2 separate regions of the Mus musculus genome follow, and region 2 is linked to region 1. A link is a contact called in public Hi-C data. All regions are on one chromosome and are shown on one strand. Each heading gives the region's core, a stretch centred on a gene start, on an enhancer-like site or on the middle of the called end of the contact. The rest is flanking DNA. Distances are from core to core; before and after follow the strand shown.

Region 1 (6,779 bases), core at 611-3,110:
CTCTTACAACACCCAAGGGCACTGTGTACATGCACATACTTACATGCAGGAAAACCACATAAAACACAAACAACGCTTCAGAAAAAAAAGAAAACATTTCCAGGTAGTAAATATAACACATATAATACATATTACATATTAGATTTAAAGCAAATCTAGTTTTACCTTTAAAAAAAAATCGTTGCCTCCAATGTGTTATGGTGACTTTAGACCCTTCAGAAGTGCTGTGTAATATATTCTTAGCTGACAGACGTAAATACAAAGACACCGGCACTTTAACTCCCAGAAATGACTTCTCTCTAGCCACTCCACAGATTCACTATTGTAAAAATTGTTTATACTCTGTTTTTTTCCTGTTTTCTCCTTGCTGTATGGTAGGTAGTAAATTAGAAATGGTCTTCTCAAGTATTCAACAAACTTAATTTTTCTCTCTTTCCATTTAATAAAAACAGGCACCAAAGTTAGTCATCATTATATCCCATAATTATTTGCACTAGTCCTGTGTGCCCCACCCCTGTCTACATGTGACTTGCGTGTAGGCCCTCTCTCCCCTGCTTGCATAGAAGGAGGGTCATGAATACGGACACAGGGAGAAGCCAGTCATGCACAAGTCAGGAAAAGAGCCCTCAGCAAGCATGACCTTGAGTGTACGCAGATCTGGACTCCCAGCCTCCGGCACTGGGAGAACCTTACAATTCTATTGTTTAACTGTGGTAATACTAGCACACCAATACACTTCTCACATCATCCTTAGGACAGCCTTTTAAAAAAAAAAAAGATGGAAGAGCAGGTAAATCATATGTCTCTTGACACTGCTTGCAATCACATTAAATTCTGATGATGCAAGGGCCTCACCGAAGTCGTTCCAAGCCCACTATTCCACGTTGGTGGGACACATTCCAATGGCTAACCCTCCCTCAGAGCAAACCTCTGGCGGTTTGTAGGACCAGGTGTGGATCGGGTAAATGACATGCAACAGTTTTTCCCCTTCATTCTCTGCTAGCTCATAACAATCGGGGCTCTTGTGTAACTGGTCTGTCTAAACCAGGGGCTTAACCTCAGAGCAGCTGCTGTGGAAAACTGCCCTGTGCATTGTGGGATATTTATGAGAATGCCCGCTTCCCCCTGCTCAGTCATGACAGTGTTCAACATCTATAGATATTGCCACATGGGCACTAGGAGACAAAAGTCACTCTGGTTGGGAAGTATTGGTTTAAGCCTTAGAGGTCATGGCCCCATACTTATGGAAGCCTGCCAACTTCTAACAACCACCTGGAGAGGGGAGTTATGCAAATGAAAAGTAATCGAGCATTTCTTCTCAAATGCGGTCAGTCAGTGGGACAGAATTTGTGAAGAAAGGTGGACGTAGGGTGGTAGGAAGGAAGGTACTGTTTGGGGATATAAATGTTCTATGTGCCATACACAACTATTTCCTTTGGAAGATACATGGTGAAGATTTCTTCACACATATAATAATCATGAATTTTGACACATGTAAAAAACCATGAATTCCAGGACAGTCTGGGCTATGTAGAGATATCCCTGTCTCAAAAGAAAAAAAAGGACATAAACATTTTATAATCCACTCACTAACGTGGCTCCTGCCCACTAGACTGGTTAGTTTAGTGGGTCCTGCCCCTGACCAGTCTAGTGACTCCATATCAAAACTGTCACACACAGGCCAGAAGTTTGTTAGCCACGTTGGCTCTGCACTCTTTCCTCCCGTCTTGCCTCCCAGCCTCCAGTCCTCACCCCAAACCCAATCTTTCCTCATTGGTCTTTCTTGGTCTTGCTTTGGGCTGAGAAAGCCCTGGTGCTCACAGAAGGAGGCTAATCTCTCTGACACCAGCCTCATCCGCCCCACCTGTTCTTGGTTATACAGCCAGACAGCTGAAAGCCTCTCTAACGGCACTGGCTGAGCCTGCTTGCCTTTATAGATCGTTTTCTCGAACTCAAGCACAACGTGGTGATTGCTCTTAGGCTTGCAGAAAAATACAAAATTACTAAAGAGGCTGCCCAGTCTCCCTCAGTCAGCTCTCCCCCTGTGCTGTCCCCTCTATTACCGTACTTTAGACCCAAAGAACTTACCCTTGTGTGGCCTTCCTTGCCTACTTTCAGTAGCACAGGCTACCTGGCTAGTTGGAAGGTTTTTGATTTTGTTTCGTTCTAGTTGATGGAAATCACCTGTATGCAACAGACTTCAACTGCTTGTCTCCAGGAGCCTTTGTCGCCCTCGGGATATGACAGCAGAGAGCAGTAGCTGAGCTGGGGGAGTAGTAGGAAGTGGCGCCCTCTACTGTTAGTCTCTGTGGGGGCTTTGGTTATCTCCTTAGCCCTTAGCAGTGGCCAGTGTTACAAAATCTCAGCCCAGGGTCTTAAGACCTTGTGCCTAGAAGACTGGACAGGCCTGTGGGATTTTTCATGTTCCCTTTCCTGGCTCCTTTTATCAACTCTCCTCTGTTGTCACGGTCCCTACCCTTCCTGCTCTGGGCACTCTCAAACTGCTCAGCACCTCTTTCAAGCCACCGGGCCATGCTCTGATCACTTCCGCAGCTCAGTGGCTGCCAGCCCGATGCTCACGGTATAACTCAGGGTTCATTTCCAGACATATCATGCCGGCCGGGTTGTCCAATGATACTCAAGATGCAGTGGGCTGCTCAGCAACTGTGCTCCAAGGACATTTGGGGTCATTCAGGCATGAGGGGGTCTTTGGCAGTCTACTTCTGGCTTGATTTGAGTTAATAGTGGCACCAGACATTGAGGGACCAGTAGGCAGTGCCAGACACGCCGGCACACTCTGATTCGTCTGTAATCTCAGCACCTGGAGGTAGAGGTAGAAGGATACAGAGTTCCAGTTTAGGCCAGATGGTTGTGGCACACAGCTTTAATCCCAGCACTCAGGAGGCAGAAGCAGGGAGATCTCTGTGAGTTCGAGGCCAACCTGGTCTATAGGGCGAGTTCCAGGGGAGCCAGGTCTACATGAGCAGGGGCAGTGTATATGTATATAATCTCTGTGTGTGTGTGTGTGTGTGTGTGTGTGTGTGAATACAAAATGTCACAATGAAACCCATTATTTTAATATACTAACCAAAAATGAGTAATTTTACACACAGCTGTCATAAGACCAGGAACACTACAGAAGGGAGAAGCCGGTTCTGAGCGTTGTGGTGGGCTCCCTCATCCCCCAACCCCCGCCCTCCCACACACATATTTTTCTTTGAATTCACCATGCAAGCTAAGGGCTTCTTCTAGCAACCACTTCTGGCAGTGCTGGTTACAGACCTCCCTGGCCCACGAGGTACAAGGGCATAGTTGGCCTCTGCACGCTCTAAGCATCTCACAGTCAGCACCCTCGGGAGCAGTCTCCAGCACATGGTGAGTGTGACCTAACTACCCAGCCTACTGAGCTATGTCCCAGAGTCCTATCAAAACCAACCCCTTTTTATCCAGTCTCTAGAGAACTTGTTCATCAACAAACTCTGCCATCTCTACCTTTCTTGTTTCCCCATTCTCCTAACTTTTGGAGAGTACCTCCCAATAAAGCTACTCACACACAGACCCCAACTTAGGATGCCCATCTAGAGGATGCCAGTTGTTAACCGCAGCATGGGCCAGGGTGACTTTCATGACTGCGTAAGCAAGATGGCCAAGAGCCTTACCAGTCACATCCGGAACTCTTTGCTCCTGGCCCTGTGGGAAGCCACAGAGATTATAAACAAGGGATGGAGTCTCTGGCACAATGCAGAGAAAGAACTGGGGTCAAGAAAGCTAGATGGGACATGCAGTCAGATCTTCAATCAAGTCAGAAGACGAGGATCTGTCTTAAGGAAGGGGCAGTAAAGATGAAGGCTGGCTAATACTGCCTTTGCTCCCCGTCTTAGCCAGAGTCACCCCGACTTGCAGCAAACTACTATTTAGCTGTTTTCTAGCACATGCAATAAAAAATAACCCACGCCTCCCAGGTTTGGCAAGGCCAGCAGAATCCTAGCTCAGGGCAAGGATGGAGTGTGCCCATCTTTCCCAGAGTCTGGTTTTGCCTGTAGCTTATACCACCTCTGTCTGTAGCTACCATTTATTTAACACTGGGGAGCAATCCAGACTCAAATTTACATCATGGCCTCTGTGACTTGGAGATATATTAAAATGGGGGCTTAGGGAGTGGGGGCAGGGTGAGCAGCAATTTTGGGGAAACTCAGCCAGCCAAGAGTCATCCACCTTTCTGTAAGGAACCCCTAATGGATTCATTTTATGAATGAAGGTGAACTATATCCTTTGGACTGTTGGCCATGCCAATACGGGGGTGGGAGTGTGGGGGGGGGCATTTCCTCAACATAGCTGCTTGACAACAAAGGCCATCCTCACTAATAGATGAGCTGAGCCAAAGAAGGACCTTTCAACATCAGGACCCAAAAGCATTTGCTCTTCTGTACCATTCAGTGGCTCTTAGATTCTCTATGTTCACCTGGACAGCCTCTCTCCATGCGGTTGCCCTGACGGAGGCCCCACAGCAGAAGTCTACATGGATTTGCCTTTCCTGGGCATCTCATTTCACTGGAATAGCATATAGTATGGCTCATTGGCCATGGTCTTCTCAGCTAGGATGCTGCGTAAAAAGTAAACAGTATACTGAAATCCACATGAGGTGGAAGGAACAGACCACAAACTCCCGTTTCCTCTGGTTTCAAAACATAGTGCACAAGACTGGGTTTGCTAATATGGGAGGCATATTCCTAAAAAAAATACCTATTTATGTTTCTGTCTGCAAATGAATACAGTGCTGAAAAGATGAGAGTTGTAATTGCCTCTGCCTCATTCCCCAGATGTGAGGTAGAGCTATGAATATGTCCTAATTCTTTTAATACTGTGCTGATGCTGTGCTGGGAGCAGCTTTCATAGGCTGCCTCCCAGTGTGGGAGTGAGCATCTCACCTGTGTCACGGAAGCCTGAAGAGATTAGGCAAGCTCACAGGTGGAGCCAGGGAGATGAAGTCATGGTTTTTCCAGGCACTGCCGCCCATACGCCGTGGACCAGAAACAGGATCCAAATGGGAGGCCCTTAGCAAAATAAAAACTGGAACTGAGGTCAGTGAAGTTCATCTTGGAACCCAGCCTCACCCTGACCTCTCCCACCCTCCTCTACACCAGCCAGGGTTTTGTCAACAAGCAAGCTCTCTCTGCACAACTTACAGGACCTGGTGTGATGGTTCCTGCTTGCTTCGCCTCCACCGCATCACACTCCTCTCTCACCTCTGGGGTCTCATCATCTAGCCATAGAAAATGCCTTTAGTGTCACTAGAGACTCAGTGCTCTCACTACTGGGTCTTTGTATCTGCCACGCTCCAGCCAGCACACCAAACCAACTTGGTCATTTCCTCTAGGCTTGCTCCCAGCCCTTAAGACAGGTCTAGGTTTCCCAAGGCAGTCTGTTTGCCTCACTCTCTTCAAGGGTTCTTCAATGTGAAGAAACTTTACTCTTCTGTTTTTTTCCACCTAGACCCAAAGCTCCCCCAGGCAAATACAGAATCTGCCCGACATCTGACCTCATGAGCTACGCTGAGCTCAAACTGTTCAAACAGCTCCCAGACTCCTCCTTCTCTCACAGAAACTGTGAGGTAATAAATGAGTCACTATGTTTAGAGTAGTTTTCTACCATAATAAGTAACTAATACACTATTAAAACTCAGTGGTTTAAAATAATAACTTATTAGGTCTCCCCTGATCCCATAGTTCCTCATGTACAAGCTTGAGATCATTTCAGCAAAACCAAGCCGATGGAGAGGCCGGAGGGGAGGGTCCAACATGACATCACTCATGTGTCTGGCATTCTGTGGGCTAGAATATGGTTTCTAGACATCTTCTAGCCCACAGAATGATCGCTGAATGACTATTCACAATGCCTATACTGTGACTCTCTGGCAAGGTTATCCCGTAGGAGATAGGATTGTGTGAAAGTTTACTCCCTCCAGAGCAAGTATCCCAAAAGAACCGGAACAATCTGCACGATCTACTTTGACCCAGTTCCAGAAGTGACAGTCATTCGGCTGTGCACTCTCAGTGGAAGCAATCCTGAACCAACCAGAATCAGGCAGAAGGAATGGAAGGTTCATTTCCTGATGAGATGGGCAAAGAATTGGAAGTGACTTTGTAAAAATTAACTTTGCTGAAGTAGAGTTTATATACAATAAGAAATATACACACTTCATATATGTATGTATATATATCATATGCATAACACATAGATAACACATAGATATAACATATCTCTCTCTCTCTCTCACACACACACACATGCTTTAACAAAAGCACACATCCTTGTAACAACCATCACAATCAAAATCTAGAGACTCATCCCTGAGAGTTCTCCCCTTCCTGATGCTGCCATACCTAATTCCCTAGCCCACTGTGAGAGTTTGAATGAGAAAAGTCCTTTATAGTCTTGGGATTTTGAATGCCTGGTCCTCCATTGGTCAGTCTCTTTGGGAGGCTTAGGAGATGTGGTCCTGTTAGAGGAAGTATGTCACTGGAGGTGAGATGTACCATGTCAAGTTTGCTCTCTTTGCTCCATGCCTGTGGTTGAAGATGTGAGCCCTCCGCTTCCTGCTCATGCTGCGGGGCCTTTATCCCACCATGGTAGACTCTAATCCTCTGGAACCGTAGACCCAAATAAGCTTGTTCTTCCAGAGGCTGCCTTGGTCATGATGTTTTATCACAACAACAGAAACTTATACGCCTGCTCATAGATGCTAGGCAACCACTGGTTGGCTTTCAGCCTTTTCTAGA
Region 2 (6,886 bases), core at 1,799-4,298, 120 kb before region 1:
TAATTACAAACTTGCTGCATGAATCCACAGATGGCTACCTCAGCCACGGACGACTGGCACCATCACTTAACTGCTTCTTCCCTTTGTCCTGGAGGATTATCAAATACTTGTAGTTTTCCAAAACAGAGAATGAACAACACCTCTTATTTAACTGATTTGTCAATAGTAACAGATGTCACATGACATCCCATGTTGGGAGACAAAGAACGTATGTGAGCAAGGCAACTTTCCGCTTACAGCCCACCTGTCCATCTTTCCAATAAACATTCCTGTGCTGCTCCCTACACTAAACACTGCGCTGTGGGTCAGTATGTGTTAAATGTCTAATGTGGGGCATTAACTCATTAATGTCTAGTCTGCGGTTTGTAAAAGGGGTATATATGGAAATTACCATTTGCCTCATTTCTGAGATCTGAGGCGCCAGAGTGTTATACAGTCTATACGAACCATAGAATTCGTCCTTACCCTTATGGAAGTTAACCCTTACTGTCAAGGTTAACGGACTAAATGTTGACACAGGCCATCATAAGACTAGGGAGTCAGTTGTCATTAGAGGAATTATGGTTGCTGTGGTAGAAGTATTTAAGAGTAGCTTAAGGTACAGTTAAGAAAGGATTAGGAAGAAGACCATTCCAGCCTGAAGGAACAGAAAATGTGAGAATGTGAAGAAGAAGAACTTCTGCTGAATTTTAGAAAGGAACACACTGTGACTGGAAAAAAGAAAATGGCGGTTGAGGCTGGGGTGCTGACATTTTCAGTACTGACACCATCCAAGCAGACGTGACTATTTCCCCAGGTCATCACAAAGCTTTGTCTGTGGACAGAATTTAGAAATACCCGCAATATCTCGTTGTATACAGGATTCAAGGTCTTCTTCACTACGAGTGTCTTCTTCTTGCCCATTTTGCCTTTGTCTGGTAGCAGATAGGTCTTTACATACCTAAAAGAGAAACATGGAGAGATGTGAAAGTCAGAGAAGACAAAAGTGATATGTTCACATCTACCTTTTATAACACATAGAAAATTAGGAGCAGAAATTATCCTGTGGTGTCAATAAAAACAGTAAAAAAGAAATGTTTCTGTCCACACCTTTATATTTTTAAATGTTTAAGTGGATTAAGAGATCTTAGTAGAATGAATGATTTAATGAAGCCACCCCCTAGAAGCCACAAGTTATTAAGTGAAAAAAAAAATCTTACTGCCAGATGTGGATTATCTAAATTGTTGGTCAGAGGGGTCTCAGAGCTGCACCTCTGAATAACATGGGCTGCTGACATTGGTCTTGGTTGGCCACTAGAGCTATGTACTAAGACCTAACTGCCTAAATACACCACCCACGTTGGTGGCAGGGCAGAGAGGAACAAAGCTGAAACTGACCTGGAAATTTACTTCACTGGCTAGCTTTCACAGTATTGCAAGGTGCTCCATATAAGCTACCAGGAGAGAAAAGTAATCAGCGAGCTTACCCGTGTACCCTGCATGCTATAATACTGACAAGCCAGACAAGCTCACTAATGCAGCAGTAACATAGATGTCATAGGGTAACCAACCACTTTCTGATTGGAGTTGAGGTCTGTTTCATAGGTCATAACTCATACCTGGGTAAACTTGCTCAAAATTTTATGGTGGTATTCCTGGGGGTACCTACCACTGTTATTTTGCTAAATGAACATATTATCAAACTGCCTTCTAAATGTTTGTGTTTATAGCCATACATCAGTGCTTCCCTTAGCCTTGGTCAGAGGAGCTTCCTTTCGCAGTGGGACGTTTTTTAGTGCAGAGATTCATAACTGGTCAAAATGCTGAGAACAAGACCTTTGCGTGTCTATCCCTAAATGGGTCACCTCTATCAATCTCCTTAACCCCCAAGTTCAGGCAACACTGGAGGAAGAGGGGCAGAAAGAATATAAGAGATGGAGGATGAAGAAGAGTGCTGCTAAGCACTTTTCTGGACATGACACGGGATAACCCTCATGAGCTCACGGCAGCTGTGGGTACCTATACAAGATGGAAAACATCAACATTCCAGGAGGCGTATGGGAAGGAAACATGAGGCCCTACCCCTAGTTGAGGAGCTATTGGCAATTAATGGTTGATGGGGAAGGAGGAGTTATTTTTCTTCAAGGGTGCAGCCATGATAAAATTACCAATATTCAACTACCCATGATGCAATAACCAAGCCATATTTAAAATCTCATGAGCAACCCTAATTAAGCTCGTGTTTTGTTTTGTTTTGTTTTGTTTTGTTTTGTTTTGTTTTTATAGAAATACTTGTGATTGGGAAGATAACTCATTGGGATAAAGAAAGGTTCCATAGGAATGAAAAAGGGACAAGAGACAGGGATGGGGGAGGAGAGAATAAGATCGAAATGTACTATATATACACATGTATGAAATTGTCAAAGGATAAATAAAAATTATTTTTAGAAAGAAGAAATGGGGTTGGAGAAATGGCTCAGTGGTTCAGAGTGCTTTCACTGTCTCAGAGGATCTGGGCTGGTTCCCAGTACCAACATGCAGCTCACAACCATGTTCAACTTGAGTTATAGTGGCTCTGTTTTTTCTCCTGATTTCTGTTGGCACCAGGCTCTCATTTGGTTCAGACACATACAATGCAAGCAAAGCACTCATAAATTAAAAGTAAAATTACATGTCTAAAAATATAAAAAGGGAATGTTTCAGCATTTGATGTATATAAGCACCTTTTAACTTTTAGGGGGTTATATTTAGAATGGATATGATTGTCTACTCTACTCTGTAATAAAACAGTGCATTGCTCTTTGAAATCAAATAAGAACAAAAGCCAACCGGGAATAACCCAGAGAAACGGTCACAAATCAGACTTCTTCAAAGGCCAACCTTCAAACAAACTGAAATGTACTCACTCACGTGATTTAAAAGATGAATTAGCAGCTCTTCCTAACGTTCCCATGCCAGACTTAACTGAATTTATTATTCATTTGTTTTGAGACACCAGAAGCTTACTTCTAACTTACCATCCTCCAGCTGGGGTTACAGATGTGTGTCACTACACTTGGCTGTGTAGGGCATAATTTAAATATGGGAACTACTTTATTATTAAGTCTTAAGTGTTTTCACAACAATGAACATTATGAAGTCTGTCCCTTAGGTCTCTAATTTTAGAAAAAGTTTGAAAGTCTGCCAGGAGGAGCAGGGGTCTGATTTTATTCTGGATTTTGCTGCCTCTGAATCCATCTTTATGGTGTACTTGTCTCTAATCTTTGTCTCAAGCAATGCCTCCAAAGTCCCCAAACTGAAGTATTTAGCGCTTCTCTGTATCTTTTTTATAATCGAATGTTTGGCATATGGGTTTATAAAAAGTAACCAACTTTTCAAAGACCCCTGTAAACACAAGCACACACAGACCCTGTCATTGATGGCTTTGATTTCTTGAATCCCTACCAGATTGACTGAAGACTAAGAAAAAAAATGGGCGAGTCTTCCCAGGTCTGTACTTACGGATCTGAGCGCTGTTTCTTAACATCTGCTGCTGCTAAATCCTTACACTGGGCCACAAACACATGCAGCTCTTTCAGGGACTCCACGTAGTCGAGTGCAAACTGCACGCTTCCTTTCACTTCTAGGTTGCCAAAGTCTCCACTGTAAACGCTCATCACACTGCCACTCGCCTGGGTGCATCAGAAATAGGCAGTGTTTATGTCGCATTCCTGACACCCCAGTGCAAGTGGCTCGCACACAGTCTCTGCTTGGCATTATGCTTCCAGCTTGCATGTAAAACCAGCTAATTTGATATGGCAGAAGGCAATACCAACACAGGTGATCTGACATGATACAGATGCCTGGGCTTTAACTGTTGCTAAGTGACAGATAATAGTGCAACACAAAGTTATTTAGGTGCGAGTTCATCTCAAAACGGTGGTTTTACACTAGGTGGCATTCTCTGTTAGCCATGCTTAGTGTTTAAAATGCCAAAGGAAAAAGGATGCGAGAAACTCCAGGCACAAATCACAGTGACACATCGCTTAAAATTCCATGACACTACAAAGGAATTTTACCCTGTTCCTTATCCTCTGAATCTAGAGAAATGCTTGCTGAGCCTTGCGCTTTCAGAGTTCAGGAAGGGTAGACTATCTATGATTGATGAAGGGAACTTAGAGCCTTCCCAAGGCATACATAGATTATCAGGGAGGTGGAAATCAATTTAAATAGATTTTTTAAAAGGGCTTCAGAAATACAAGGCTAGTAAGAATTTAAGCATGGCGCCATTTGTCTAGTATACCTAGTGAGCTGTATGAATGTGTATGGATAGTAGAAAACTATTTAAAGAAATGCATGCCAATGGCATTTCACATGTGTATTTCTATATGGACACCACATGAGCTGCCTTAATTTATGGGAGAAGTTCCGTATAATCACATTCACTTTACTTTGGGAGCTTTCCATTTAAAAGCTTGTTCTGGATCCTCCCAGAAGGCAATGGAATGCCATCCCATTCCTCACAAGACTTGATCTAAAGACAGGTACAACTGTGTGTCGACAAGTTGTATATAAAGTCATGTCCGAGATAAGCAGGTTCTGTAATAGCTACTCTTGTTTGTTAAAAAAAAAAAAAAAAAAGAATGGTTCATATTGTTGCCATTTTTAAAGCACATCAAAAACTTTTTTTTAAATTATAATGTACATTAAACCCTTCATTCTATGAGAATTGGAATATATAGCTAGCTGGAAGGTAATTAGAAATTAAAGAAAAACGACATTTTAGAGCTAAGACAAAAGGCTACTTTCCAGTGAGCAAGGGCATAGAAGAGCAAAGTTTAGAGCAGCAGAGAGAGATTAAGATGGAGCCTTTGTTTACATACAGAGGACAAGGACGTCATGCCAGAGGAGCTGCTAAGATTGGTTAATGAGCTGGGGCTCTTCTTGTATCTCCTGAGCTGGTAGCTGCTCTCTGATGCTGTGTCTGTTTCTCTGTCATCGCTCTACAAGACATCACATCACATATGCAGTGTTTATATTTGGAATGAGTCAAGGTCAGAATATTTTAAGTTTGGAATGAGTCAACGTCAGAATCTATGTCCAGGCGAGGATGGTATCTTATTACACACTGGTCTGTGACATTTCCCAAAGGCAATGGATGCTAGGGGCTAATTGCTGGGGATTCTGGATGGAGTGGTGGTCTGCAGTGAACTTCACCTAAGAGAGCAGTGTGCTAAGAGGATGGCAAAGTGATCTTTTACCACTGTGTGACCCCCAGGACCTATGGAAAACAGCGCCACTGTGAGCTTTCTTGTAGCTCTTTCAATATATTTACATTCCCTAGAGAAGGTATATATATATATATATATATATATATATATATATATATATATATATATATATATGTGCATATGATATATATTATATATATCATAAAACATCTATGAAATCCAAAGTATAAAATACCATGCTTAAGTCTTTTCATTCTTAATATTTTAGCTTTAGCTTTCTTAAAAATCAAAATCTTTTGCCAAAGATACCATTAAACTAGGAATAATAAGAGCTAATCTGACGAGTTTCAATTCCATTTTATATTTTTAAGTGTAAAGCCCCACTTATGTAACCTATAGTGTTGTTGTATTCATCCATTTGTTGCTGAAGTCTTTTAAATTATTCATTCACTAACTTTCAACATATGGCTTTAAAACTTAAAAAGCATAGGATACTAATTTTAAATACATCCCAAGGAACATCTACTCAGAACAAGGAGGGAAAACAGCAGTGAGGAATTCAATTGCATTTATAGTTAAAGCTTGTGGAAAGTTGTCTTATAAGGTTCATCATCCATAACAATTTTACTTGGGGAATGCAGGGCTTATGGAGCTGCACAATGGCTCCAGGGCTGTGGAAGAGTAGTTAGTTCATGCCAGCATATTCCAGGATCATGCGATTACACACCAACATCATAGATGTCAATTATAATGCAGATTAATGAAGGAGTTAAAGAAAAAAAATTAATGACTTACATGGAAGAGAAAAGAATCTTGTTTCAAGGACTTTTTTTTTAAATCCATACCTTTTAAATATCTCTGATGTTACGTTCCCTTCCCACACACTAAACAATCCATTCCCCTCTCAGAACACATTATATCTTCTACTGGTATACTAGATCATTAATAAGTTATGGGGAAGGGCCTGGTGCAGCATTTTTCACATAGCTAGCACTCAGGGGCAGCTGATAGAGGGGCAAGGGCTGATTTCACCAGTGCATCCTCTGCAGGTCAAGCCTCCGCGCTCAGAAAGGTAAAGTGATACCATTTCATTCCGACACCTCTGATGCACAAAGCCAAATGTCCCATTAAGGGCTGAGCCAGCAGGTTAAAACTGAAGGAGACACTTAACAAATATATACCGGGACAATTCACCTCTCATTATATGTTTCATTCCTATGACCACCTAAGACCAGAACAGACCTCAAAAGGCCTAAATGACAGAAATTGTGTGGAGTTTATGCTGGCTAGCATCCAGCTAATGAGTTAGTTCTACTCACAAAATGAGTGATTTTTTTTTCCCAAACTGTAGTGTAGGGTTCTTAAACATCTGCAAGGACCAAATATTTGCAGGTGCTGTTTCTCCAAAGTCCCTAAGGGAGAAAAGGGTACTCAGGATGGGAGTAGGGTGCTATTTACATCTTGCTCAGAATTTTGCACACATCCTGTCTTCTAAGAAGATTGCTTGAGTATAAAGCCTTCTATTTCCCCCTCAGAAATTAGGGCAAAATCTAAAATCACAGATTCTAACCTTTACTGAGTGTTCACTATGTTCCAGGCACTGTGATATGTGTTTTCTTTGCATTAGGCCATTCAGTCCCAATAACCTCATATGGTATATAGTCAAAAACCAGACTCACTGAACGTAAAGAATCTAT

What was found. Hi-C and Micro-C count contacts between places; a contact is called where the count stands out from the background.
Region 2: a contact with region 1 is called in a Hi-C map of pro-B cells, with 2.4 times the contacts expected there. The contact joins two enhancer-like sites. A contact is called at or near these places in 4 of 15 datasets of contacts at CTCF or cohesin (CD8 T cells, the NIH/3T3 cell line, large pre-B cells and 1 more), 156 of 484 Hi-C or Micro-C datasets (the AML12 cell line, the AtT-20 cell line, B cells and 86 more), 14 of 115 datasets of contacts at active chromatin or transcription factors (CD4 single positive thymocytes, CD8 T cells, T-cell acute lymphoblastic leukemia and 11 more) and 3 of 9 other capture datasets (adipose tissue, liver and pancreatic islet).

What each region holds. Positions count from the first base shown.
Region 1 is chr7:90,276,187-90,282,965 of GRCm38.p6, reverse strand. No RefSeq gene overlaps it. Among named protein-coding and RNA genes, the nearest start is that of Ccdc83, 14 kb to the right of the region's middle. Within about 2 kb of position 1,860, at least 33 of the 459 cell types and tissues checked have an H3K27ac peak or open chromatin away from gene starts, as enhancers often do. A contact at or near this core is called in pro-B cells, where this site is marked.
Region 2 is chr7:90,393,238-90,400,123 of GRCm38.p6, reverse strand. Sytl2 (synaptotagmin-like 2) reads right to left here. Exons shown (of 20, transcript NM_001368878.1): 13 at 4,842-4,961; 14 at 3,481-3,650; 15 at 838-940. Among named protein-coding and RNA genes, the nearest start is that of Ccdc89, 30 kb to the left of the region's middle. Within about 2 kb of position 3,048, at least 6 of the 459 cell types and tissues checked have an H3K27ac peak or open chromatin away from gene starts, as enhancers often do. A contact at or near this core is called in pro-B cells, where this site is marked.